Regions from separate parts of the Sus scrofa genome. Here region 2 is linked to region 1. The links are chromatin contacts, called in public Hi-C maps. All regions are on one chromosome and are shown on one strand. The core of a region is the stretch at or near the end of the contact, and the rest is flanking DNA. Distances in the headings are between cores, read along the strand shown.

Region 1 (2,827 bases), core at 289-2,788:
ATGTGGAAGTTCTCCTGCAAGGGATCAAACCTGTGTCACAGCAGTAACCTGAGCCACTTGCAGTGACAATGCTGGACCCTTAGTCTGCTGCACCACAGGAGAACTCCTAGTAACCATCTTTTAAAAAGTAAAGAGGAGTTCCCGTGGTGGCTCAGTGGTAATGAACACGACTAGTATTCATGAGGACGTGGGTTCGATTGCTGGCTGCTTAGTGGGTGAAGAGTCTGGCATTGCTGTGAGTTGTGGTGTAGGTCACAGACACAGCTTGTATGCCACGTTGCTGTGGCTGTGTCATAGGCCAGCAGCTATAGCTCTGATTTGACCCATAGCCTGGGAACTTTCATAGGCCTCAAGTGAGGCCCTAAAAAGCAAAAAAAATAAAAAGAAAAAAATAAAAAGAAAGGTGATTTTGATAAAAGTTTTTCTTGACTCACTATACCCAAAATATTGTCATTTTAATATGTAATAAATATAAAATTATTAAGATATTTTACATTATATTATTATTAATAATAATAATTTTTTTTTTTTTGCTTTTTAGGGCAACACTCGCGGCATATGGAGTTTCCCAGGCTAGGGGTCACATCAGAACTACAGCTGCCAACCTATGCCACAGCCACAGGAACATGGGATTCAAGCTATGTCTGTGACCTACACCATAGCTCATGGCAATGCCAGATCCTTAACCCACTGAGCGAGGCCAGGGATCGAACCCGCAACCTCATGGTTCCTAGTTGGATTCATTTCCGCTGAGCCATGATGGGAACTCCCACATTAATTTTTTCGTACTAAACCTCTGAAATCTGGTGTGTATCCTTGCAACACATCTCAATTCAGATTAGCCTCTTTTCAAATGTTCAAAATTCATGTGTGGCTATCAGTTTCTGTCTGGGCAGCATCTGTGCTATGAGTCCGGGTCTTTGTTTTTTTTGTTTATTTGTTTTTTGGCCATGCCCGAAGCTGTGGAAGTACCTGGGCCAGGGATCAAACCCTCACCTTAGCAGTGACCTGAGCCACAGCAGTGACAACTTAGGCCCAGCTAGGCCACCAGGGAACTCCCAGAATCTGGGTCTTACCCTAGCGTTTGGACTAGCCCCTTCCTCTCTCTTGTCTCAGTGTAAAAACAAGGACCACTGGCTCTGGAACACTCTGTTCAAGGTTCCTCTTTGAAACTTTAGCATGGGGAGCTCTGCTTCCTTTGGGGATGGACCAATCACGATGGCTCTTGATCCCATCAACAGAGATGCTCAGAACCTCTTAGAAGCAGCTAGCAGTGGGGCTGCCATGTCCGTGAGGGTGGTGACCAACATCGCAGCCAACCTGATTGCCTTCCTGGCTGTGCTAGCCTTCATCAATGCTGCCCTCTCCTGGCTGGGAGACATGGTGGATGTCCAGGGGCTCAGCTTCCAGGTACAGTTCCGTCTGCCCACTTGGCCTGCTTGGTGGCTGATGGTGGGTGGACACCTGCAGAGCCCCTGCCAAGTCCAGTCCCAGCAGCTCTTCTTGTCTTGTGCCTCAGCTCATCTGCTCCTACGTCTTGCGGCCTGTGGCCTTCTTGATGGGTGTGGCCTGGGAGGACTGCCCAGTGGTGGCTGAGCTGCTGGGGATGAAGCTGTTTCTGAACGAGTTTGTGGCATATCAGGAGCTCTCCGGGTACAAGCAGCGCCGCCTCGCAGGGGCTGAGGAGTGGGTCGGCTCCAGGAAGCAGTGGATCTCTGTGAGTGTCCCCGTCCCCTCCCTGTGGCAGGGTGTGATATAGCTGCTCCCTTGGGCCCAGCTGAAACACACTGAGGTGGCACTCCACCTCCCACATCCCACAGCCCTGGGCAACAAGACAGCCTTAGGCTTTGCTGCCATTTTTCTCAAGGCCTCTTAGGAGATTGAGATGCAAGAAAGGGCCCTGTTGGAGGTGTCTGAGCGCCAACTATAGACCGGCACCATCCCGTGTGGCCTTGAGCCAGCCTCTCCACCTTGTCTCTTCTGTTGGAAAAACTGGTGTGGTACCTGCCACGCTCACCCCAAAAGAACAGATGTGAGCATCCAATGAGCTAAGAGAGTGGTACAGGGAGACCTCACCACCACATTCCCTGGCAATATATTGGATTCAGTTCAGGAGTTGGTTGGTTCTGTTAAGACTTATTAAAGGAGTTCCCATTAACTGCTAACTGGGCTCAGCAGTTAACGAACCCAACTAGTATCCACTAGGACGAAGGGTTCGATCCCTGACCTTGTTCAGTGGGTTAAGAATCTGGCATTGCCAGGTCTGTGTAGGTTGCAGACGCAGCTTGGATCACTCATTGCTGTGGCTCTGGTATAGGCCAGCAGTGACAGCTCTGATTTGACCCCTAGCCTGGGAACTTCCATATGCTACAGGTGCAGCCCTGAAAAAGCAAAAAAAAAAAAAAAAAAAAAAGACTTGAAAAAAAACTACTCCAAAAACTTTCTAAAATACAATTCTCTAAAAAAAACCCACAGCTGTATATAACATGATTGAGAAAGAAAAAAATTACCATCTCATCATTCCCAAATAGCAGCTATTATAATCTATAAGTAATTGTAATTCCAATGAATATAAAGATAATATAATTCCATTATTTGGCTATTATACACAACGCTGAAATGAATAGCTTTTTGCCTAGAACTTTTCCCTCCTCTCGGATCATTTCCTCGGGAGCTTTCCCAGATGTGGGATGACTGAGTCACATGGCGTGAGTTCTCATGCGGTTGCTGCCAGTAACTTTCCCAAAGGGTTATAGCAACTGAACCCACCCCAGCTGCGCCTGTGAGCCCTGATTTCACCACTCACTGAGCAGAACTGAGTAGCCTC
Region 2 (2,750 bases), core at 216-2,715, 75 kb before region 1:
ACATAGAGAGAAGAAAACATGAGAAAGGACTAGCAAAAACAGCATACAATATATTACAACTTTTGGAATTATCAGACATAACTATAAAACTAAACTGTAATCCTATATTCAAGAAAATAAAAAGACAAGATTAAAAATTTCAGAAGAGAACTGGAAGCTATAAAAAGTGACAAAGGCTTAAAATTTAGCCAACTAGAAATCTAGAACTAGAAGGTAAAATAACTAGTATTAAGTTAGTTGTTATGGTTTTGGTAGTTCCATTTCTGGATGAGATGGAGTAAACACTCCACCCTGTTTACTCCATCTGTTTCCCGTTGAATGCAGGGAACACTTGTGCAAAAGGCATGGTGCAGCTACCTGGTGACTTTGGTAAGCAAATAGTAGCTGACAGATTGAAGAAGTCTAGAATGCAAAGTACCACTGATATGGCAGTGTTTACTCCTCCGCTCCCACTTTTAAAAAAAACCTTCTAGTATTTCCTGGCCTGGTCTTAATGCAGTCTGAAACTCAGAGGTTATCATCAATAGGAACAGAGAGCTCCAGGAGGAGCCCTTTATTTTTATATTTTTTAAATAGCTATACCCATGGCATATGGAAGTTCCTGGGCCTGGGATTGAATCCAAGCCACAGCTGCGACCTACACTGCAGCTATGGCAACACCAGATCCTTTAACCCACTGTACTGGGCCAAGGAACTCCCAGGAGAAGCCCTTTAGATTAGACTTGAAGAATAGGAAAAGGATCTCCTGGTAGTAACAGTAGCAGAGGTGACAGCAGTCTAAAATTTTGAGGGAGGAGAATGTAGAAGAATCTTCCCCTCCATTCAGAGAAGCTGTGAGGGGTGAGATCAATCTCTAGGTTGATTTTTTTCTCTCCTGAGTTTCTTCCTTGGCATAGGACACAGGTATGTGAGGGTATGTGATAGAGAGGGGTAAGTGAAGCTCCAGCTCTCTGGACAGAGGGCTGGAAAAGGGAACTCTAGGTACCCAGAAAGTAAAGGGTAGATCATGGAAAGAAAGAAGTTTGGGAAAGCGACTTCATAAGCTTGTTTTGTTTTGTTTTTCTTTTTAGGGCCACACCCATGGCATAGGGAAGTTCCCAGACTAGGGGTCAAATTGGAGCTACAGCTGCCAGCCTACACCACAGCCACAGCAACTTGGGATCCGAGCCATGTCTGCAAACTACACCACAGCACGTGGCAACACAGGATCCTTAACCCACTGAGCAAGGCCAGGGATTGAACCTGTAGCCTCATGGATACTAGTCAGGTTCATAACCCACTGAGCCACAAAGGAACTCCCTTTATAAATCTTTTATAAATTCTTAGGCTTATTCCCAAACTGTTCATGCATGGTTCTGGTTCTGAACCTTGTATCAAAACTTTGAGAAAAGAACTAAGAGACCATCATCCATGTCCCAGACTGGCCACTGGGTGGCACACATACAGGACATAGCTGAACAGCACTGCAAAGACTGAAAATCTGTCTAACATTGCAACTACAACCTTAGAAGGGTGAATGGAACTTGCAGCCTGAACACAACCAAGTAGATTGTCTACTAAGATAAAAGTATTAACGTTCTCTATAGGATTTATACAAGAAACTCATCATATTCAAAATATCCAGGATATAGTAAACATTACTTGGCATATGAGAAAATCAGGAAAAGCTCAGCTTGTCTGGGAAAAGGCAGTTAAAGAATACCAATATCAAGATGGCAGAGATGGTGGAAATATCTGGCTTTAAAGCAGTGACCAAAAGTAAGGTGAACACTCTGGAGATAAATGGAAAGATAGAAATCTTGGCAAAGAAATACAAGACATAAAGAATCAAATGTTAATTTTAGAACTGAAAAATACAATAATTAAAATAAAAAGACTTCCTAGGTGGGCACAACGGCAGAATGAGGATGATAGGAAAAATTAGTGCACTTGAAGATTGATGAATCAAAATTATTCAATTTGAGTAACAAAGAGAAGACGTGAACAGAGCCTGAGGGATGCGGTGCAATATCAGAATGTCTAATACCATCATGTCATTGGATACCCAGAAGGAGAAGAGAAATTATGGTGCAGAAAAAATATATAAAGAAATAATGACTGAAAACTCCCCAAATTTGGCATAAAACACAAAACTTACAGAATAGGAAGTTCAGCAAACCCCAAATAAACACTCACAGAAGAATTCCATGCCAAAAAACAGCAAAGTCAAATTGCTGAGAACTAAAGACAGCAACAATAAAATCTTGAAAATAGTCAGGGAAAAAGCAGTTCACTATAGGGGAGCAGCAACTCAAATGACTATAGATTTCTCATCAGAAACTATGGAGGTAAAAAGGAAGTGAAATAATATTTTTTAACTGCTGAAAGAAAAGATTTTTCAATTTATAATTCTACATTCAGCCCACATATTTTTTAGTATTGAAGGTAATATAAGGACATTCCAAGATACAGGGAAACTAAGAGAATACATTGCTGTCAATCCTGTTCTAAAAGAATTGCTAAAGTAGATTTTTTCACACAAAAGGGAAATGATAACCAGAAAAAAACTTGTAAATATCTGGGTAAATGTAATAGATTATTCTTTTCCTCTTGAGTTCTTTAAAGTATGTTTGAATGTTAAAAAATACAGATTGGAGTTCCTGTTGTGGCGCAGTGAAAACGAATTCCACTAGTATCTGTGAGGATGCGGGTTTGATCCCTGGCGTTGCTCAGTGGGTCATGGATCTGGCATTTCCATGAGCTGTGGTGTA

What was found. Hi-C and Micro-C count contacts between places; a contact is called where the count stands out from the background.
Region 2: a Hi-C map of alveolar macrophages shows a contact between it and region 1, with 2.3 times the contacts expected there. The contact joins two enhancer-like sites. A contact is called at or near these places in 1 of 5 promoter capture datasets (liver), 17 of 47 Hi-C or Micro-C datasets (alveolar macrophages, embryonic fibroblasts, fetal heart ventricle and 9 more) and 2 of 2 datasets of contacts at active chromatin or transcription factors (alveolar macrophages and skeletal muscle).

The regions. Positions count from the first base shown.
Region 1 is chr7:52,611,907-52,614,733 of Sscrofa11.1, reverse strand. SLC28A1 (solute carrier family 28 member 1) reads left to right here. Exons shown (of 18, transcript NM_214112.1): 13 at 1,242-1,410; 14 at 1,520-1,717. Among named protein-coding and RNA genes, the nearest start is that of SLC28A1, 40 kb to the left of the region's middle. Within about 2 kb of position 1,538, at least 4 of the 83 cell types and tissues checked have an H3K27ac peak or open chromatin away from gene starts, as enhancers often do. A contact at or near this core is called in alveolar macrophages, where this site is marked.
Region 2 is chr7:52,687,331-52,690,080 of Sscrofa11.1, reverse strand. All of the region lies in intron 5 of ALPK3 (alpha-protein kinase 3), which reads left to right. Among named protein-coding and RNA genes, the nearest start is that of ALPK3, 30 kb to the left of the region's middle. Within about 2 kb of position 1,465, at least 2 of the 83 cell types and tissues checked have an H3K27ac peak or open chromatin away from gene starts, as enhancers often do. A contact at or near this core is called in alveolar macrophages, where this site is marked.